Linked DNA regions of Sus scrofa: region 1 is linked to region 2. A link is a contact called in public Hi-C data. All regions are on one chromosome and are shown on one strand. The core of a region is the stretch at or near the end of the contact, and the rest is flanking DNA. Distances in the headings are between cores, read along the strand shown.

Region 1 (5,592 bases), core at 882-3,381, 290 kb after region 2:
TAGCCTGGGAACCTCCATATGCCCTGGATGCAGCTCTAAAAAGGACAAAAGAAAAAAAAAAAAAACCCACAATGAGACATAATAAAATTTATAAGCTTTCACACAACAAAGAAAACCATAAAAAAATGAAAAAACCTCCAGAATGGGAGAAAATAGTTGCAAACCATGCATGGGACAAGGGCTTAATCTCTAAAATACACAGACAACTCATACAAATTCAACAACAACAAAACCCAATTGAAAGATGGGCAGAAGACCTAAAGAGACATTTATCCAAAGACCAGTAGGCACATCAAAAAATGTTCAACATCGCTATTAGAGAAATGCAAATCAAAGGTACAAAGAATGGCCATCATTAATAAGTATACAAATAACAAATGCTGAAGAGGGTATGGGAAAAAGGGAACCCTCCTACACGGCTGATGGAACTGTAAATTGGTAAAACCACTATGGAAAACAGTATGGAGGTTCCTCAGAAAACTAAATATAGAACTACAATATGATCAATCAATCCCACTCTAGATCATATATCCAGACAAAACTATAATTCAAAAAGATACATGTACCTATATGTTCATGGCAGCATTATTGACAATAGCCAAGACATGGAAACAATCTAAAAATGTCCAGTGACAGATTAAGGTTAAGACATTGTACATGTATACAATGGAATATTTACTCAGCCATAAAAAAGAACAAAATAGTGCCATTTGCAACAACATGGTTGCCACTAGAGATTCTCATACTAAGTGAAGTCAGAAAGAGAAAGACAAATACCGTATCACTTATATGTGGAATCTAAAATATGGCACAAATGAACCTATCTACAGAACAGAAACAGACTCACAGACATAGAGAAAAGACTTGTGATTGCCAAGGGGGAGGGGGAGAGAGTGGGATGGATTGGGAGTTTGGGGTTAGTAGACACAAACTATTACATTTAGAATGGATAAGCAATGAGGTCCTACTCTATAGCACAGAAACTATATCCAGTCTCTTGGGATAGACCATGATGGAAGATAATATAAGAAATGGAAGGTGTGAGGGAGTTCCCTTCGTGGCTCAGCAGTTAACGAACCTGACTAGGATCCATGAGGTTGCAGGTTCGATCCCTGGCCTTGCTCAGTGGGTTAAGGATCCCGGGTTGCAGTGAGCTGTGATGGTAGGTAACAGACGTGGCTTGGATCTCACGTTGCTGTGGCTGTGGTGTAGGCCAGCAGTTGTAGCTCTGTTTGACCCCTAGCCTGGGAACTTCCATATGCCGCAGGTGCAGCCCTAAGCAAAAAAAGAAAAGAAAAGTAAAGAAAAGAAATGGAAGGTGTGTGTATATATATATATATATATATATGACTGGGTCACTTTGTTCTACAGCAGAAATTGGCACAACACTGTAAATCAAGTATACTTCTTAAAAATAGCAGTATGAATATAATATTGGTCAGCAACGTACCTGGCTCAAGCCTACAAATGAATAAATCAATTAATTAATTAATGAAAGAACCAACCAACCAACCAACCAAATTGGAGGGGGTGCCCTTTAGAGGGTAAGAAGAGGGGTTGAATGGGAATAGAAACTGTGGATGATGGGAAAATGAAATATTAAATCAAACAAAACAAGAGAAGGTCTTTGCAAAGCTTGACAATGGTAACGTACACAAGGCGAGAATGAGGAGCACACTCACCTCTACACCTACGCTGGGAGTTTAAAGAGAGAACAGATGGAGAGAGACGGAAGGTAGGTCTCTCTTGATAGAAATACTTGTACGAAGTGGTGTCTTTAGGGCCAAAAGAGTTGCTTGGGGTTTTTTGTTTTTTAAGAACTGTGTGACTTCAGACAAATCCTTATGTTGGCTGAGAGTCTCTTCATCTTAAAAAATTGGAGTTTCAACTGTATCTGTCCTACCTCCCTCTCAAGATTGCTGGCCTCATGAACAAAATTATGAACAAAATTAAAGTGGTGCTGTTACTGTGACAGGTGTCCAGTGTCAGCTTAGGAGTTGGCAGCTATGGAGTCCTCAGTTTCTCACACTCAGCCTCCCCAACAGCATTTCAGTTCTGAGTTACTGGGTTGGGAGGGGACTCTGCCCATGCGATCCCTGTGGCTGAGGGAGCTGAGCCATATCACGGATCCTCAAGCCTCTCAGCTGCTGCCTGGGAGGTTCAGGGCTCCCCTCTGAGGACTAGGACCTCAGAGGACAGGCAGTCCCTTTGAGGCATGCCAGCTGGAATGGAGTGTCCTGAGGTCAGAGGGACCCCAACAAGAAAATGGGGGCAATGACATTCCCTCCTCCCTCAGCCTACCACCTCAGTGCCAGCCTCGCCACCACTCCTGGCCTCCCAGCTGAGGTGGCAACCTGGTCTATTGTCCCACAGCTCACGTGTAGTGAGAGAAGCTAGAGGGAGCAGCCTTGGCACTCACCTCTGCTAATGATTTCAGTTTGCAAAGTGCTTTACCCTGATTATCCCAATACTCCTACAAGGCAGTTATTATCCTCTTTTCGTGGATGCAGAAGCAGGCTCACAGAGGGAAAATGACACAAGCTAGACACAGGTAGATTGAGGACCCAAGTCTTGGATTGTCTGGATTCAGATCCTGTTCATGTCTTATGTTGCTATAGGCCTCTTGCCTTGTGGGTGCAGGAGATCCAGAGCTATTCTTTCCATGCCCCTGGCTCCCAGAGGCACACCACCTGAAACCACAGCAGCCACACTGTGCTTTCCTGCTCTTTCTTCAAGTTCCCTCCATGAAAAATTCTTAACTACACTTCCTCCTAAACCTCCATGGGCTTATAAAGGACTTATAAGCGTCTAAGGTGGAAGGCTTCTGCCCTCTCCTGGCAACTCATGAAACTGCCCTAAACTAACCCATCCATTCAATTCCACTAAATCCATTCCTTTTTTCAGATCATTTCCTTTCTTGAATAAATACTCTGATATTTTTCCAGCTCTTACTGTGTCTGAACAGAATAAAATCATAATATTTGTACTATGAACATCAGACTAAAAGTTAGGAAACCTGGGCTTGAACTGCCTGTCTTTTGTGGGATTCTGGTTAAATCAGCTTCCTTGAGCCTCAGTTTCCTTATCTGTAAAATGAGTGTAACGTCTACCTCTTGGAGTGATTGTGAGGACTGAGTGATAGGAAATACTCAAGGGTCACAGAGCGGGGTTCGAGGAGAGTCCCAGCTAACATTTGTTCATACTCATTGCTTTGCAGGATTGTCACTGCTTCTCCACTCGCAGGAGACTTCCTGAATTCAGTCCAAATAATTTAAAGACTCTTAGAGCTGGAAGGCAGCTAAAGGCAGGCCACAAAGTGGCTATTAGAGGTTCCCTGCAAGGCACATTAAAAGTGGCTGACCCCCTATCCATTGTTCAAATAGTCCTGCCCCCAAACCTCACCCCATTATCCTCACAAAACGTTTCGAATGCGGAAACTCAGCATCTTAAGAAGCAGCCCATTTCCTCTTTGGCCAGCTCTGCCTGGGGGCAAGTTCTCCCTCCCTGGAGGAGAGGACCCCACCTGACCATACTTGCTGAGGCCCAGAAGTGAGGTCAAGGGAAATGCTTGGGGTACCATGTTACTTTCTGCCAAAATCCATTCACTTTACTCTTCAGTGGATTATTTTAAGTTGGGGGCTTTGTACTTATTAAAATATCTCATTCTTGAATTCCCCCACAGTGGAGTGGCTTTTGGGAGAACAGACTCCTTATCTTACAAGCCAAGTGTTCTCGAAAGGGTCTTTTGGCTATTCATAGCTCATATGGAATCTGACCCAGCTCACTGATGCCTGCAGCACAGAAGTCAGAATTACCATTGGCAATGCGGGGACAGCTAAGCCCAGATGGGGTGAGGGACGTAGAGCAGTGAGGGGACCAGGCAAGGCCATCTGGGAAGAAGTGCACCCAAAGTTGGCAGTTAGGAGAGTGTTCAGAAAAGGAGATGGAGAAGGCAGCTTAAATTTCTTGACAGTTTTTGCAGAGGAGCCGCTGAAAACCATCTCATACTCTTTGCCATTTGTGAGCAGGTTTTGTACCCTCACATTAAGAAATCACCCAGACTGGAAGGCTACACACCTCAGCCTCCTAGGGCCCTGCCCGTTCTCCCCAGAACTCACATCTGATTGCCAAGCATCTGCCCTACAGCTCATTATGTTCCTCTTTAATCCGTCTTCTGTTTCCTCTGCAAGGAAAAGAGAAAGAAAGCAATGATGGTGGAGGAGATACATGCAGGTTTGCCCATTCCTTCCTCTCCTTTTATTTGTACATTACAGACAACATTTCCCTGTTTCACTATCTGTGGGTCCTCCAGATAAAATTAATTCTGTATGCTTTATCTCCCCTGTCAGACTGGGGGTGCCTTGAATATAAGAACCAGGACCAGTTTACTCATATATCTGAAGGCTCACATAGTGCCTGGCACACAACAGGTGAACAAAAATGTGTGTTGAATTTAAGTGAACTGCAAGTCATATGAACAGTTGAAAGTTGGAAGCTCGACACCATTTAGTCTAGTAGCTCTCAAACCTGGATGTGCATTAGAATCACCCTGGGAGCTTTAAAAAAAAAATTAGAGCCCTAGTCTCTCCTCAGACCAATTAAATCAGAATCTGAGAGCAAGATTTTCATAGTTAAATGACCAGAAAGGAACTCATCACCTGAAGGCATGCTGCAACGAATCCTTTATGAAACTGAGATCACTTTCTAATGCATGATGATTATCCATTGTATTATGTTTCAGTGATCATATAATGCATTTTCTTAAAGTTGAGCCTATGTGCACTAAATATGTAGAACATGGATTTTTTAATAAGTACCTAGCAAATATAGACGGAAAAGGATAATTTTCACTGCGTATTCAGAGACTTGCCCATTCAAGGAGTGGCTAAAGGTTCAACATATTACAGTGGTTGAGCTGAGTTTCATTAAAAAAAAAAAAAAAACAAAAGCCCAAGGATGGAAAGGAGTGAGAGAAGGGAGACCTGGCTACTCCCACCCCTAATAAGAGTCTTTGTGTGACCTGTTGGGACAGATTCTGATCCAAAGACACCTTCTTTGGAAATGTGTATATGTCTGAATATCCTTCTGTTTTCACAGAGCAGAAGTGATCAGAACCTAGTGTGGGTTTTAATTATATTAAAGTATCTGTGGAGTTCCTGTCGTGGCACAGTGGTTGGCAAATCCGACTAGGAACCATGAGGTTGCGGGTTCGATCCTTGGCCTTGCTCAGTGGGTTGAGGATCCGGGGTTGCCGTGAGCTGTGGTGTAGGTTGCAGACATGGCTCGGATCCCGCGTTGCTGTGGCTCTGGCATAGGCCAGCGGCTATAGCTCCAATTCAACCCCTGGCCTGGGAACCTCCATATGCAGAGGGAGCGGCCCTAGAAAAGGCAAAAAGACTAAATAAATAAATAAATAAAATAAAGTGTCTGCTAAGAGAAGCTCGCTTGGCCAGCACTTGCCCGGACAGCCCCAGCTGCAAGAAAATGGCAGGGATGTTTTTACAGATCACAGCACTTCAGGACTGGAGCAAGGTAGAGACAGGCAGAATGTCACTGTCAAATTCTCTGAGTGTGGTCCTGAACTGGCAGCAT
Region 2 (5,534 bases), core at 2,258-4,757:
CTACTTATACCACATAGCAGTCTGTTAATGATTGGATAATTTAATTACTCAGGTTCGAAAGAACTTTCTGCTTAATTGAGAGTCACTGCTTTTTAAAACTTTAACGCACACATACCGTTACCAGCATAAAAGATCTGAAAAGTTATTTATGCAAATAAAAAGAGTTTCAGTTCGCTGAAACTCAATTTACCACATATTTGGAAAAATGAAGTAGTATTTTACAAACAGTTCCATTTAATTACTTAAAAATGGAACAACTTTTATAAAAATGTCTGGCAAACATGTTACCAACTGTTACATACTTAGACAAACATTCACATGTGTGTATACACATTGATCACACCAGTTTTATTCATATGAAAATTTGATGGCTAAGATTTATTACAGGTAGGGACAAGCTGTAACTTGTCCCCCCCCCCACTATGAACAAAAAAAACAGACACTAGAGCTACATTGGGCATTTTATTCTGCACAACACAGCTCTTGCTTATAATACTCCTCTAGTGCTACTATCCAAAAATGACAACAATATTGGATAATGGGAAAGCTAAGAGTTATATGACATTGAAATAACATCAGAAACTTAAAACAAGAATCTCAAATCTAGGATCACAGAGACCAACGGGAAGTCCCATAAAGTAAATGAACTTAAAAAGATATACTAGTCATTATTTCCAAATGATACCTATACACTTTAAAACACTAGCTTGGGAAGCTATAGCACTTACTCCAACAAACAATGCATCAGTGCTTCTAATATGTTTAGAATTCTTTCTGGAAATCCCCAAAGAACCTTTAGCACATTCTACTGATCATCCTTAAGGAATCTTTAAACTTGGAAGCAGATTTAAGTTTTTAAAGCAATTAAAGAATTACATAGGCCTGCTATAGAGAATATGATGGATCATCAAGCAGAATAATATATATTTGATCAAAAATGAAATGTAAATATAAGGCAATGATAATTTTCTTGTGAGGCAACCCTGGAAAAGTAAAGCATCCCAAAGTGATTGCTCCAAGCACATTTCTCACTTGTATGTCAACGTGAATCGACTTTTACAACCCAGTATCGTTTAGTCCAACTCTCTCATTTTACCAGTAGGAAAACTAAGATTCTAAGAGGTGAAAGAAATTACCCCAGTCACCTAACTAGTTAGAGTCAAACTAGAACTGAAAGTCCTAATTCCTGCTGAATATTCTTTCTCGCACACTACATTGCCTGTGGTCTTCAAGGCTTGAGAAAAGTAGAATTGCCCTTTAAAATCCACTGAGTGTTTCAAATGAAGGCAACTGAGAATCTCCGAAATTCTCTAGGAATATGCAATTTAATTTTAAAACTCAAACACATTTAGAGATCTCAATTCCAACTGCTGTATGGAAGAGTCACGGACTACAGAAAACTGCAGAAAAATCAACTAAAGAGGTGAGGTCCTAAACGAGGTCCAGTCTGGCAAGGCTACACTTTCCACAGCTCAATCAAAATGTATGAATATGCTTTATTTCCCATGTGGACCTTTTTTAATTTAATGAGCTGTCATCATGACTGTTTAATAGCATTTATTGAGCATTTACAGGGCCAGACGGTATGCAAGGCACTTGCATTACCTCATTTAATCCTCACAACAACCCTATGGAGGTAGACATTATTATTATAACATATCCTCATTTTAAAGATAAGGAAACTGAGATCCACAAAGCTTACATAACTTAGCCAGTCATAAAGAAGCATGGCAGACTGTATTTTCCAGTGATGGCTACAAAAACATCTCCTATCCTACATGTTTTTTTTTCCTTAATAAACTTTTGTTTTAGAACAGTTTCAAATTTACAGAAAAGCTGTGTTGACAGTATAGAATTCCCATTCACCCCACACCCAGCTTCCCCTATTGTTACCTTACATTAGTACAGTACATTTGTCACAATTAATGAACCAATATTGACTTATTTTCAGTAACTAAGATCTGTATTGAAATTTCCTTAGAGGGGAGTTCCCATTGTGACTCAGTGGTAACAAATCCGTTTAGTATCCATGAGGATGCAGGTTCAATCCCCGACCCTGCTCAGTGGGTTAAGGATCTGGCGTTCAGGAGAGCTGTGGTATAGGTCGCAGATGAGGCTCCGATCTAGCATTGCTGTGGCTGTGGCATAGGCTGGCAGCTACAGCTACGACTGGACCCCTAGCCTGGGAACTTCCATATGCTCCAGATGTGGCCCTAAAAAGACAATCAATCAATCAATCAATAAATGTATGTATGTCCTTAGTGTTTATCTAATGTCCTTCTGTTCCAGAATCCCATAAGGACACCACATTACATCTAGTTATAATGTCTCCTTAGGCTCCTCTTAGCTGTATCATTTTCTCAGATTTCCTTGTTTGTGATAACCTAGGAAATGAAAACACAGAGACCCAGACATGTTTCTTAACTCTTCTAAACAATTTCCTATAAACCAAACTGCTTGTCCTTAGAATTTTAAAAAGGTTCATGTGTTAGTCAGTGCAGTGGGCCTGAACTGGCAGACCAAGCACATTTGGAAAATAAATCCTACAGTAACATAAACTTCCAATGCCAGTAACTACATTAATACATACTATACTCAGAAGAATATATGAAAGAGCTGTCAGGGTTTATAAGACCATGTGATCCAAAATATAAGGAACATCATTCCCAGTGACAGGACCAAGCAGGTAATATGTCAACTTCTTTTTAAGCAGCCATATATGCTTTCCACACTGTTACAGAAAAAGTAGAGAATTTTCTAAATATTCAAATAATTCCTATCTACTTTCATTTAATAGCAGGAGTGCTTATAAAATATTATTAAATTTATTATGCACATTTTAGGATTAAGTTGTAGCCAGTGCTAATTATAACACGTCTGAAAAAAATTTTAAGCTAACTAGATTAAAATTCTATTTATAAAAGAAAAGTCTAAACCACAGAAACAGTGCTTAGTTTAGAACAAGAACATGTACATAACTGCCAAATGCAATCCCTGTTTAGATGTCGCTCTTAACTAAAACTCTATAATTACAAAAAACCAAAATGAATTTCTAAGTGTTTCAAGATGAAATAGTCTTGGCATAATCTCCAAGGCTTGTAATTACTTTCCTGAAAAGGTAAATACTCTATATTTTAATTTAATATAATATTAACTCTGGAAGTTAACATAGATTGAACATTCGATGTTACTCTAAAATGGCAGGCACCTATGAAATTCAGAACCTTTTAAATTAGCAAGCAAATGCTAACCAAGAAAAAATTATTGGAGGCAAAGGCCAATGCTGACTCCCTCCAGCCATGTATGGAGAATACGAACCTCCAAGCTGACTGAGTGGATTTTCAAGATTCCTCATGTACATCAAGTGAACATCTGGCCAACAGAGAAATGCATCAATGTCACTCCCTCTTCAATCATCTACAGACTGGCTTGTCTCTACCACTCCCCTGAAACCAAATCAGCAAAAAAGTCGACGCGCACACTGGCAAATCCACTGGCTGCTTCTCTGTTCTCATTTCACTCCACCTCTTGGCAGCACGCCACATGAATGGCCACTTCCTCTTTGTACTGCTCGCCTCTCTTGACTTTTGTTGACATACTCTCTGGGTTTCCTCTCTCAGGATCTGCATGGTTGGCTCCCCCTCCTCTACTGGACCTTTAACTGCTGCTGGGGCTTCCTACCCCTCAGACATTGGCTGTCCTCACTATTCCTTTTCCCCTCCCTTCCTCCTCTATGTTCTCCTCGGGCTGACCTTTCTGTCTCCAACACAGTCCTCTCCTCGGAGCTCGATGCGCAGATTCAGTGGATTACCTGACACTGGGTGTCTAATAGTTCTAGCAAACTGAACACTTCCAGAATAAATGGCATGATGATCCCTCCCCCTTCCTCCGCCCCCCACTCAGCCCTTGTTTTTCTCCATCTCTGTGAATGGTATCAGCAACCACCCAGATTCTCTGCCAAGAAACCTAGAAATCATCTTTCATTCTTTCTTTTCCTTCCCCTCCCTCCCAAATCCAACAAAATTAGCAAGAGACTTGTCAACTGTATCTCCATAATATATCCTAAATCTACCACTTTCCATCAATTTGCATTGCCACCACCTTAACCCGAGCCATCCTCATCTTAAGCTTGGACTACTACTGACTTCCTTTCTTTCACTCTTGGCCAAACCATACCGTCACCTACCCACTCACAGCCACTCTTATATTCCTATCCCATAAACAACTCATTGAGATTGTCACTGCTAGAAAAACCTTTGGGAGATGTAAGAGAAACAGAAATAGGAAAAACAAATTAGGGGGTGGGTGGGAGGAATCACAAAATCTCAAGAAACCCTAAAAAGTAGTTATTCATTTTCAAGATATGCCAGAAGTCACATGGTGTCACATGAGATTCTTCTAAGCTCCAGCTTTCATTGAAATAGTCTTCTCTAGAGTCCCACTCAATTCTTCTAGACTTTTTAAAAATCCTAAACTGGGCACTTCTGAGTATCATTCCTTCCATTAGGAAAGCTGCTATTTTACTCCTTCTCCATTCATTTCTCACTTAGCCCCTAAATGGAAAAATAAAGGGGCATGTTGTTAACAAGTCTTTAGGTAAACACAGAACTGAAACAAGGAGCCTAAGGAACAGTCTGGTCGCTAAGGTCACCATTAATCTGGAACTTACTAAATACAAATTAGGAACTATATACAAATGATTTGGAACAAAGAAACAGTTTCATAAATGGACACCAGACAAATTCCCAGAAATAAGAAAAACCTACCTTATATATCACAAAACAATATTTCTTTGTCTTATGGTTCACCTTATCCTTCTAATAATCATACTGAAGATGAACCCCTTACTGTCTCTGTATGACTAACAATGACCCAGGGACAACACAAAAAGTTAAAATCCAGGTTATCAAAAAGCCAACACTCCCAATCTGATTAAATAATTTACCAACAAATGGAAATCACTTTCTGCTTGGTCTAGGTATTGAAAACCAAAAGGACAGAGCTATCATACAGCCTTCAAATCCAATGAAGTTGGTAACTGACTCTGAAAGCCAAAAGAAAGATGAAAGTCATAAATGGCCCCAAAGAATTCTTAGGCACAGGAATGAATACCGAATTCTCCAAACTTTAAAGAACTGATGTTTACTGAAAGTAAACTACAAGGTAAGATGGTATCATTCTGTCTCTTAAATAAGTCTTTAAAATAAGTATCTTATGGGCCAAAACACTGTGGGTTTTTTTGTTTGTTTGTTTTTTTCCTTTTTTTAAGGGCCACACCCCAGCACATGGAAGTTCCCAGGCTAGGGGTCGAATCCGAGCTACCGCTGCCCCTCCATGCCACAGCCGCAGCAACGCCAGACCCAAGCCAGGTCCGTGACCTATACCACAGCTCATGGCAATGCTGGATCCCAGACCCACTGAGGAAAGCCAGGGATCTAACTCACATCCTCGTGGATATTAGTCGGACTCATTCTGCAGCGCCACGAGAGGAACTCCCAAAAATTTGTTAATGGACTGAAAAACTTAGGTACATA

The links. Hi-C and Micro-C count contacts between places; a contact is called where the count stands out from the background.
Region 1: a contact with region 2 is called in a Hi-C map of omental adipose tissue, with 2.3 times the contacts expected there. A contact is called at or near these places in 7 of 47 Hi-C or Micro-C datasets (embryonic fibroblasts, heart right ventricle, mesenteric adipose tissue and 4 more) and 1 of 2 datasets of targeted methods (skeletal muscle).

Annotation. Positions count from the first base shown.
Region 1 is chr3:109,133,045-109,138,636 of Sscrofa11.1, forward strand. No RefSeq gene overlaps it. Among named protein-coding and RNA genes, the nearest start is that of LBH, 22 kb to the left of the region's middle.
Region 2 is chr3:108,840,129-108,845,662 of Sscrofa11.1, forward strand. No RefSeq gene overlaps it. Among named protein-coding and RNA genes, the nearest start is that of LCLAT1, 29 kb to the left of the region's middle.